Regions from separate parts of the Gossypium hirsutum genome. Here region 1 is linked to region 2. A link is a contact called in public Hi-C data. All regions are on one chromosome and are shown on one strand. Each heading gives the region's core, a stretch centred on a gene start, on an enhancer-like site or on the middle of the called end of the contact. The rest is flanking DNA. Distances are from core to core; before and after follow the strand shown.

Region 1 (5,985 bases), core at 1,366-3,865, 180 kb before region 2:
AAGGGTAAAATGTAATCTAATTTCTAGTGTAGGGGCTTCTATGGTACTTTTACTGAGAAAATCCCTTTTCTTTTAAGTAAAATCATTCAGTTTTTTTCGATTCTATGCACATAAATGCAAGGAACATGATGTATTATGGCAGCCATAGATAGAGGTTTATGTCATGCTCCCCACAAGCAAATTTCAACCAGAATTAACTCATTGGAAAGGTTTCGGATTTGAGCATTTCTCACTTGATTTGGAATAAATAGCAATTTTGGGTACCCTAAAGGCACAAGGGATACCATGGCAGAGAGGTGGCTGGAGCTATTTTCAAGTCATATGATAATTGATGGGTTCGTGCATATATGCAAATGAAAGTAAGCCATATACCTCCTTGTACATGTGTTCAAGCTGCTCTTTGGCTTCAGGAAAGTTGTTTGAGCACCACTGCCGCAGAGTGAAAATGTTGTCTGTGGAGGTTTTGACCATTATTGTTGAAAAATGTATAGAATATCACCCGGAATTCATCAAAACAACCCAACAATATTGAGCATAACTACAACTGTAGGCATCTATGTGCGGCACATAAAAGGGAAAAAGAATAGGAAATCAATATTATGCTAAAAGGTAAAAACAAAGTACCTGTCCATCTGTTTGCTGCTCCATGAGCAACCTCAATTGCTTTCTCTGCAAAAATGATTCAATAAAATGATCAGTGAGGTGTGAGTTTATTGAACCACAAAAAACCCTCAAACATGCTGAATCTCATAAACAAATGTTGTCCAAACAAACACTAAACTCATTGCTTCAAATGCAGCTGGATCATTGTCTGCATACTGTACCATCTCCTCCTGAAAATTTAGAACATATAGGACAAACTCAGATAGGGCTCTATACAATTTATTTATGTAGGAAACAAAAGATATGAAGTAATCAAACCTTAAGCTCATTATGTTTCAATTCTATGGCCTTTAATTCAGCCAAGGCCGTCTCTCTTTCGTCCTAGTAAATGCATAAATGTTAAAACCAACAATCATCATTGAAATGCAAAACTAAATCCCAAATCACTAAACAAACTTTAAGATACTAACAGATTCTTCACGCCCCTTCTTTAATTCATTACACTTATCAACAAGCTCCACGAATTTCTTCTTACTGTTCTCGAGATCTGATTCGAGTTTCCGTTGCACATGCCTCAACTGTTCCAAAATTTACATTAAAATTGATATCTATGTTCCTTCAACTCCTTACATTTATTAAAGAATCCATGTCGACACATGAATATGAGATATGACAGTAAAAGGTCCATGGAGGGCTTTGTATTAAAAGTCAAATTGCATTTTGACCTCTTTATTAAAAAATTGGCAACTTAATCCTTGTACGTTAGATTAAATACCAAACTAATCTTTCTGTTAAAAATTAATCCATTTTTACTGTTAAAAACTTTAATGGCTAACAAAATAACCAAATAGTTACACGTGACACGTCACATATACCTCATTTTGAGGTATAAAGACTAGTTTTTAACAATAGAAATGGATAGACTTTTTAACTGAAGGACTAATTTACTCTTTGACCTAATTATAGGACTAATTTAACCACTTTTTGAGTAGAATGGACAAAATGCAATCCAGCTCCTAGTACAAGGGCCTCCATAGTACTTTTACCGAGATATGATATCAAAGGACCTTACAAATACACGACCATACCCGTTTCGGGCACATACCAGTATTGACACTTACACCCGAGAGCAAGTAACATAGATTGATATAGCTATGTTAAGATAGAAAGGTATGCTAGAAATACAAGCACCTGATTTCCAGCACAGCTAGGAAGGCTCCAAAAGTATACCTGTAATTAATTTCATCATAAGAGCAATTAATTATACCTATAAATGAGAGAAAATTAACATATTACGTTGGAAATACTAATACAATAAATTTTTACTTACAGATGTTCCAATTTTATCCTTTGAAACAAGGTCATCATCAACCAAACTTTGAACAACATCTTTAACTGATTGGGTGATTACCCCTTTCTTAGGACCCAATTTTTCAAGCTCCTTAAGCTAAACTCATTAAATTAAATCAAGAAATTAATAAGAATTCAGAATTTCCACATATCTAAAAATAATTATTGCCAAAAAAAAAAATGATATACTTACGAGGAAGAAATCTTGAGATTCATAAAATATCTGAAGAATTTTCTCCCTCTTTTCTTCCAATGAAAGACCTCGTCTCTTCGACTGAAATCACAGTTGCAAAATACAACACAAATTCTCAGTAAATTTACAATACCATCAACAAATTTGAAGGAGATTCATGACAGTAATTAAAAATAACGTTAGATTCAACTAAATCTACTAAGTTAATGTTCGGGAACTGAGAAAATGAAGGAAAATAGAAGAAGCAAATGAGATTAGGGTTTATAAAAATTGATTTTACCATTGGCGACGATCCTTTTTTTTTTTTCAACGAAGGCACTGCTCACTTGAAAATTCAAAATTGAATCTGGGAATCTCAGTGGAAAGGGTGTTGAAATAATATACGCCATATATGAATGTGCTTCTTTTGGCGGGAATTCGGCCCAGTTTTACTAAAATATCCTCTGCATCTTTTACGTATTTACTCTTTTGGCTTTTTTCTTAAGCAAATGGCTTTTTATTTTAGATTGAAAAACTCTATAAAAATTTAAAAAGTAAATTGCATTGACAATCATTCAACTATTAATTTTTTTTTTATCATCCAACTATAAAATGTTATAAAATAATTATTTAATTATTTAACTTTTTTTACCCAACTATTCAAAATTCTTTTTTTATTATTATTACCAATTGTTAAATTACTAATGGAAATATATAACTTAACAATTTTTAAAATTGGCATAATAGCAACTATAACCCTCAACATTTATATATCATATCAATTTAATCTTCATTCTAAAAAAATTAACCCTCAACATTTACATATCATGTAATTTGGTCTCCTTTTTTTATAGTTCTATTTTTATTCGTGACATTGAAAGTTAATTTTAAAAGAACGAGAAAATATGAAAATTATTATCTTGAATGGTTGGGTGTTTTTATTTTTGATATATTTATGATCAAATTTAGTTAATGAATTTGTTTTTTTTTTTGTTTTTTACGTGAAAGGGTCACAAAAAAAATTGAAAAAAGAGAGAGCAAATTACACAGTGTGTAAACACTGATGGTTAATTTTTTTTAGAATCAAGACTTAAATTGACACAATATATAAATATTAAAGGTTAAAGTTATATTATGCCAAATTAAAAGCTTCCACGCCATTTTCCATCTGCAATTAAATTACTCGAGGTTTGACTTGTTTAAAATATAAGTTTTATTTTTTATCCAATTTATTTTTCGAATTTATATTTTTATCCAAATCATTTCACTTTTTTGATACATGAACAAGACACCAACCGAGGTCTAATTTCAATATTTTTTTTCTTTCCTCTAAATTTCATCCCAAAGTATTTTAGTCGGTATCATTTTTCTACACCAATTCTTCTACTTTTCCAAGGACAAACCTCGTCTTCTTCTCCCAAAGATAATAGTTTTCTAGCTAATAAAAAGTAAAAACCCTACCTTCACTACACAACAACACTGTTAACCTACTTTAAAACACTTCTGGGTTTTTCCACACTACTGAGTTTATGGTGAAAGTGGAGAGGTTTATAGATAGGTCCTTCCCTTCAGGGTTTAGGGTTTTGGACAAATACCCATTTAGTAAAAATAGGGTTTTTGAGGCTTGGGTAAAAGAATCTAATAACAACTTGAAAAGATTGGTTCCTTGTCAAGTTGGACTACATTATTTGCAATTACAAACAGAATCACAAGGGGAAAAATCACTTTACAAATAGAGATATAGATTAAACTTGGAAAGCAACCTTAATTTATGAAAACTGCAAATTGAGTTTATTGGTCTATATTGACCAACATATATACATACACACATACATCCATATAATACATTAATATCGTCAGAGTACCCTTGATTTACATTAAAAAAAAATCTCATTTGGGGGGTGGGGGGTTAATCCACCACCAATTTATCAAATAACAATTCTTATTTATATTTGCATAATGAAACCAAATATGATGCTATTAGCCAATAAGTCTTTAGCTATATGATAAGAGTGAGGATTAGGAATTTTGAAGTCTCAACCACATTTGAGTCCCATGTCACACCTGCTGCAACATTAACATTCAAGCTCTTAATATAATTAATTAAGATAATGAAAAATTTATTAATTGTAGGGAAACGTTCCCTACCAATTCAACTAGAATGTTATCAAGGTCATAATTTACGGGTAAAACTAAATACTGATTTACCATAATAACAAATAGACTCAACGGTGAGTCCGCTGTGGGAAGAGCCGTTGCTTTCTTGCTTGATAGGGGGGGCTTCCATTCACCAGCAAAGACTAAAAGTGCTCTCCGATCCGTGCTGGATAGTCACCCATCACACGGCTCTCAAACCTAACCTGTGGTGGATCCCCAGAGACAAAAAGCGCTTTTGCCCCATACTTTGAGATGCATGCTCCTCCCCGAGGGTGGGTTGGTTAACTGTTATGCGCGTTCTTTCTTCGAACTTATGAAATGACTCAGTCATACGTTGACTACAGCCATCCAAATGTGAACTCACTTTTACCTAGTATTTTTTTTCTGTTAGTACTATAAAGAAGAATTACCTAATGTCCTGTTAATTCAATAATGCCTGGTTTCTCGGCTGTACTTCTTTGACTACTTCCCCGGTAAGGCCCTCAAAGTCAACAAGGAAAGAAAACATCTAAGCCTCCTCTTCTAGGTCTGTTTCCCTATCCAACCATTACATTAATAAGATTCACACAAAAAAGAGTTCAAAAAAATGATCCGTTAACGGAATACCCACAAGTCTACTTGTGTGAATATGAGCTTTCTACTCATGCTCACCCCTGAATAGAATTGTTGAAGGCAATTGCTGATGATCTCCATCGGATCAACTGAGAACAAAAAATGATAGTCCGAAATAAATCAATGAGATAAAGGAAAAGGGTTCCTAGACGCTTCAACCACGCTGTCCATACCTTACGCCTGACAGATGCTTCTATCCATTGCGGTAACCGATCCATACACAAAACAAAAAAGGAAGGTTGTCGGATGCTTCTTAAGGGCTAAGACTGTGCAGTCTTCTCCCCGACATGGATAAGACATAATCATATAAAGCAAATCCCCTGGTAATTGCATAAATATCAAAGTGAAGTAAATTAATATCCCACTTGATCGAGTTCCAATTATAAAGAATTTCGGATTCCTTTTTATTGAAAATTAAAATATATTAATATATTCGTAATTATTTCGAAATATATAGTTTCAAAAAACAAAATATCCTTTTTCTAAGTCAAATCGAATGGGGTATGTTTTATGTTTTCCTTGACTATATGTTCATTGACTATTCATGTCCTCCAAATATATATATTCTAAATTCCCCCAAATCACTTCACGTGGCTTCTTGTTATCACGCAAAATAGAGATTCATGTGCTAGTTACTCATATATATATTCTAAATTCCCCACCCACTATTCCCTAAAGAAACAAAAATAAAATAAGAATTTAATGCCTCTAATAATTATATCTTACCATTTCTGTTTTAAAACTTCAGCACTTATTCCTTTTTTTTATTTTTTTAGAGGTCTTCTAACTTTTCCATCCTTGTAAAAAAATGGAGATAGAGCAATTAAATTTTAAGCACATACAAAATTATAAGCTCCATTAATTCAAGTGAGCCAGCACTTTGCCTTGCTCACAACACTACTTGATGGGGCTGAAATTTTAAGCTCATAGCACCACCCCTTGAAACTCCAAAGAAGTAATAAAGCTGAAGCTTTCACCATCTCAAAGGGAGAAGCATCAAGCACCACCAAAACACGGAACCCACTGCTCCACTATATATATAAACGCTGTTAGGATTTAGGAATTGATAGTCCGAATGACCGAGAGGATCT
Region 2 (5,935 bases), core at 1,921-4,420:
TGGCTTGATAGCCTGAAAAAGTACGAGAAAAGTAAGCACCGGAAATTAGTTTAAAAAACATGAAAGTAAGTAATATCTTTCTTACCTTGACAGCACCTAATAGATCCTTAACAGGTTCATGGTCATGAGCCCATGGTTTCTTGAAGTGTTGAAGTGATTCTCTACGAGAGTTAACAATCAGTCCCTGAAAAGTTTTTCTCATGCCGATTTAGGTGAAAATGGATGTTCATACGATATATTTATTTCTACAACAATCGAGACCAAGCTTATAGATACCTTTGAGTCCACAAGCCAGATTTTCTTACGGGTCTCTTCCACAGGAATTTTTGTCTGAAAGTTAACAAAAAAATAATCACTCCGAGCACTGCAATGGAATTTACGATCACTAAAAAGATCTGTAAAATTCTTATTAGTATGCTTTTACCTGCTTTGACATCTCGAGAGCTATAAGCTCTGCTATACCAGTCCCAGCCTGCAACAGTACAACAAAAGCAACAATCAGTGACTCGATCTAGAGGTATTTCCAATTGGTCCATTAAAAGTAAATTATTTCAGCATATTGCTCCCTTCCCTTCCCAGGAAAAAAAAAAATGACGAGGCAGAGATTGGTGTCTTACTTCCCCGGCACCAAGGAACAAGAATTTGTGGTCAGCTAGGGTACCACCAATCAACTTCAATGCAGCGACAACCCCAGCAAGAACAACGGATGCCGTCCCCTGCACCAAAAGTGATCATAAATTAAAGAAAAACCCAAACAATCGTAATGAGGGAGCTCCCTACAATGTTGCTAGAATAACCAACCTGTATATCATCATTGAAGACAAGGTGGGTTGTGCCGTATTTCGCAAGCAATGTAAAAGCATTATGATTTGCAAAATCTTCAAACTGCGTGACGTTTGAAGAACATGGTTAGGAAAATGCAAGAAGAAAATACATTCTAAAAGACAAAAGGAAGTGTCCTACCTGTATAAGAACTTTTTCCCCATAGTTCTGCTTGACAGCACTCATGAACTCGTGTAGCAAGTCAGCATATTCCTAAAATGTAACCAAAACAACCTCAGAATAACATAAGTTATGTTCATGATGATTAAGATATTAAAATCTGCAAACCTGTCCGGTTGCCCTCCTTTGTCTAAGTCCAATGTAGAACTCATCTTTCAACAACTGCTCATTATTTGTGCCCACATCGATGGTCACCGGTAAACACTATAGGGCGGAATCAATCATTATGATAGCATCATTACAAGTGCCGTTTATATCCAAAGATCACTTCTCCTTTAACTATGTAAAATTTCATCTTAAGAACATAACAATGCTTACCGCTGAAGGACGAACCCCTCCGAGTGCTGTGTACAAAGACAATTTCCCAACAGGAATTCCCATCCCCTGAATTTCCAACAGAATCATATCCAAACTAGTTACTCATTTACATTACAGAATACAAAAACCGCATTAAAACATTTCTAATTTAATCAATTTACCTGACAGCCAAGATCCCCAAGTCCCAAAATACGCTCACCATCAGTTACAACAATAACTTGAATACTCCTTTCAGGCCAATTCTTCAAAACATCAAGAACTTTTCCCCTGCAGGTTATTGTCAAATTAAATTGAGCCAATCCACTAGGATATTGAAATTATACAAAAGCAGAGAAACATTCATACTTCTCTTTCAAACTTATATAAAGACCCTGCGGTCGCCTAAAGATGCTTCCATACTTCTGGCAAGCTTCACCTACAGTTGGGGTGTAAACAATTGGGAGCAACTCCTCAACGTTATCAATCAAAAGCTTGTAAAACAGTCTTTCATTCCTTTCCTGTTAATGGTGAAAAACCAATGAGCAAAAATGAAAAAAAAAAAAACCTGTAGAGGGGAGGTCGGACTCTCTCTTTGGAGAAGTCTTAGAAGTGTCATCTATCAAGAGCCGACAGACCCCTCAACGGTGTAAGTATTGTGCCTGGGGTGTCTATGCTCGGTTTTATCCCTTGTTTAGTCTCCTTACTCCGCGAAGAGTCCCAACGGATTCACAGTGTGAAAGCACCTTGTCAACCAAAGAAATGTGAGCATGGAGGCCAAATGCTCACATTTCTTTGGTGGGCGAGACGCTCCTTCCCTGTGAATCTGTAGAGTATGAAGACAAAACCCGGGATAAAACCAAATTACACACCCCAGGCACAATTCCTCCAATGTTGCGGGGTCCGTCAACTCTCGATGGACTCCAAAGAGAGAGGTCCGACCTCCCATGACCCTCAACAAACCCTCTTTCCCAACAATTCCAAAGCTTGAAGTGAGACCTGAAGTTCCATCATGGCCATATATTTTTGCAGTGGAACTTGATATTTCCGGAGGTTATCCATCAATTTTTTCTCCTAGGAATTAAAACAAACAAAAAACATGCATTAATACCACTCCTCAAAATCTGATCATAAAAAGGGGTTTCAATATAAACCTGAAGCTGTTGAGTGACAACAGCAGGAGGCAGTAACCCAAGCAAGTAATGAGAATCCCTTTCTTTCTCAGTGAATGCAAGCCCTTTGTTATGATGGGGATCCCTCAACAATGAATATCCACTGTAACCATGGAAGAGATAGTTAAAAAAACTTTGTAAAAAAAACCCATAACCGAAAACAAAAGCTTTTACATAAAAAAGGTGACCTTGCAACAGAGTAAGCCCAAGGGGTGACAAGTTGTTCTTCGGTGGCACAATCCTCACCGTAAACATCCTCAACACCGCCACCGACGGTGGCTTTGGGGGACAAGTCAAGTACTGATTCACCACCTCTCATCTCCTTCAAGGTGCTCTCCATTTCTCTCTGCTTCAGCTGATACTATGATCACTTGGTCTTTTCTTTTAAATTTAGTTCAAGTGGATATTATACAAATAAATAATCAATCCCCTGAACATCAAAAAGAAAAACAAAGAACACTTTGATCAGCTGCTTTCAGTGTAGTTAAATTAGAGCATGAAACCAAAAAGTCAAATTGATGACTAAAAATTTTATATATTTTTTTATTTTTTAAATTTGTGTTTTTATAAAATTTAACCCTCTAATATTTATTCTTGCACTAAAATTTGAAATGTTGAACAAACAACCACCATTAGAAATGTTGCCCAAGCACCTGTTACTACTCAACAGAAAGAGTAGCTTGAGAAAGAGATAAATTTTAAAAAATTAAATGAGTAAATCAAAAAATTAATAGTTAAATGATCAAAATGAAATTAAAACCATAGTTGAGTGGCTATTTTTAAATTTACCCATAAAAATTTTTAAGATATTATACCACATTTTTAAATATGCCACGGCAAATTATTAAACAAAATTAGCATAAAAAAAAGTTAACAAAATTACTCTGCAAATGAAAAAATGAATAATAATAATAATAAATTAAAATTACGAAAAATTACATGAGGTGTTTTTATTTATTTTTTATTTTGATAATTAAAAGTAAAAAATAAAATTAATTGAGATCCATTCCAAATTCTCGTACCCAGAATTTCATACTTTTATCATTGTGTCGACTGTCTTTTCTAAACTTTCACCCTTATAAAAATATCACTGTCATGGTCAATTTGTCATGCACTAACAAAATGTGGAACAGACCTTAAGAGGAAAACAGCCTTTCCAATAATAAAAAGGAAGTGTATTCTTTTAGTGAAATCATTATCATATTAGGGTTTGAGTTTTTTTTTCTCTTAACGCTAGAAATTTGTTCTGATTTAAATTTTAAAGTTTTCAAGGATAAATTTAGAAAAGAAAAGTTTAAGATTTAATTTGAAAAAAAAAATTCAGACTTCAATGAGAGAAAAATTATCAAATTTAAGCATAAAATATAATTTAACCATTTTTCCGTCTATCTTTTATGCTGATATTACCATCTATATTTGAATTCTGTAGTTATCTTTTATAATAATTTTATTTTTAATATTCGAACATTTATTTTTTTATTGGAATTACAATCTTTAATTGTTTTTTTTTAAAAACTGGTGCTTTAAAATTTAATAGAACAATGCTTTAAATTTTTTTTTTTAGAAATGCTTTTAAAAGAAATTGAAAGAACAAACAAGAGTGATTTATTGATTTATTTGTTTTAAGAAAAATTATACGAATAACAATAGATGATTTTTTGACTTTATATTTTTAAACGAAATGGGTATTAAGAAAAAACATAAAGTAATATTTAGTCTCTAAATTTAGTGTTTTTCAATTTAATCTTTAAATTTAAATTCCGTTAAAATAAAAATAATGTTATATTTAAAATTATGTTACATCATCATATGAAAATTTTATATAAAATTAATAAAAAATTTCAAGTGATGATATGACATAATATCATGATATTCTAAAGAGGATGAATTTTCAAGATTAATGTAAGTGAAAGAAACTACTAAGTTTAGGGGTTAAATGTATATTTCTAAAAAAAAAAGTCTTTGTTGGAAAGTTGAGGCACCGTCTGAGCTGCGAGCTCTATTAATACTTTAACAAATAACCTGTGTTGTCCTATTTTGGAAGGTTTCGAATATTAAAAATTATATGAAAACAGTGGGGAGAGGCGGCTAGGTGACAGATTTAGGCCAAACGTGGTAGCCAAGTGGTGGTGGTGGGTGGCGGAGTTTTGTCATTTGTCAATAAAAGAAAGGCTTAGCTTTTTTATGTTTCTTTATCATTTACAGCACTTTGGTCATTGAGGTCCCATGAATGTTTATGGCATCATTCATTAGAATATACTCCTTTATTCAATAACAATACAATTTCGACATTTTTCAGTATCTCATACATATATTAAGTTTTAAATAAATTCAAAGTTGAGATATCGATTTTATTTTTGGTTAAATTTGTTAAAGTGAAAAGTTTTTAATTTAAAATATAAAATTAAGATTTATCATGTAAAATTATTAATAAAAAAAATTAGATGCAAAACTATACCTCTATTGATATCTTGAGGTCTTTGAGTCTTGAGGTTTTGATTTTCAAATTGAAAAATGTAATTATTTTCACTAAAGATGGGATGTTAGAAAAATTACGTGGCTGTAATTTGATAACCATAACACTGATATATAACTTTTGCACGTTAAGATTAATTTCTATTTAGCTCATCGTCAATTAAAAATTAATTATTAAAGTAACTACACATATTTCACTTATACATTAATATTAATTATTCTTATTATATATGTAATGTTTATATTATCCAACAATATTATGCTATCTGTCAATGTACTTAATGAAAATCGTAGATTTAATTCATGTACTTTAATTTGATCAAACTTAATCTCTGCACTTTTCGAACTAGTCAATTTTAGTCTTGGCCCAAAGTAGTTAAATTTATTTAGTTAAATTCAATTATTAGTCTTATACGTTAATCTAAGTCTCTATATTTTTTGAATTTTAAAATTTTAATTAATTTATTAATTAAATTTTCAATGACTAATATGTGAAACAACAAATTCACTCGATATTACTCTATGGTAACATATTTACCGTATCAGATTCTTGAATTTTAATAGCAAAATTAATCCCCTCTTTTGTACGCGTCCCATTTATTTAGTTGCTAGTGACTCAATTAGGAAGAATTTGTCGGATAAGACTAGGGAAGTAGATAGATATGATGTTTTTGTAAGTATATATCTTGTCTTTTATCATCGGTTTTTTTTTCATTTTAAAAGTATAATATAAATATAGAATAAATTATTAAATATTTAATATTTTAAACAATATGAATAAATGGATATTGATAATTTTATCTTATTTTAATATAGATATATTCATGGGTCAAGTTAAATTTAAGGGTTTAGACAAAAATATTAGATTTGAAAAATAAATTTAAACAAAAAAATTAGACTTATTTAAAATATGGGTCAAGATTAAGCTATGGCTTAGACATTAAAGCCCCATACCCTTTTTTAAGTTTATTTATATGTTATGTTATTTTTAT

Evidence for each region. Hi-C and Micro-C count contacts between places; a contact is called where the count stands out from the background.
Region 1: a contact with region 2 is called in a Hi-C map of leaf, with 2.1 times the contacts expected there. The contact joins the promoter of LOC107932201 here to the promoter of LOC107940158 in region 2. A contact is called at or near these places in 4 of 34 Hi-C or Micro-C datasets (callus and leaf).

What each region holds. Positions count from the first base shown.
Region 1 is chrA07:1,200,150-1,206,134 of Gossypium_hirsutum_v2.1, reverse strand. It overlaps LOC107932201 (meiotic nuclear division protein 1 homolog), which reads right to left and starts at 2,615. Exons shown (of 11, transcript XM_041117079.1): 1 at 2,427-2,615; 2 at 2,147-2,227; 3 at 1,934-2,050; 4 at 1,795-1,833; 5 at 1,074-1,181; 6 at 922-984; 7 at 782-833; 8 at 625-669; 9 at 373-452. The coding sequence starts at 2,429. LOC121231935 (a long non-coding RNA gene) reads right to left here and starts at 5,224. Exons shown (of 2, transcript XR_005930182.1): 1 at 4,334-5,224; 2 at 3,871-4,192.
Region 2 is chrA07:1,020,278-1,026,212 of Gossypium_hirsutum_v2.1, reverse strand. It overlaps LOC107940158 (NADP-dependent malic enzyme), which reads right to left and starts at 3,170. Exons shown (of 20, transcript XM_041117070.1): 1 at 3,099-3,170; 2 at 2,657-2,898; 3 at 2,451-2,571; 4 at 2,296-2,370; 5 at 1,666-1,817; 6 at 1,482-1,587; 7 at 1,321-1,386; 8 at 1,111-1,206; 9 at 964-1,035; 10 at 802-885; 11 at 618-716; 12 at 425-472; 13 at 277-330; 14 at 86-184; 1 more. The coding sequence starts at 2,808.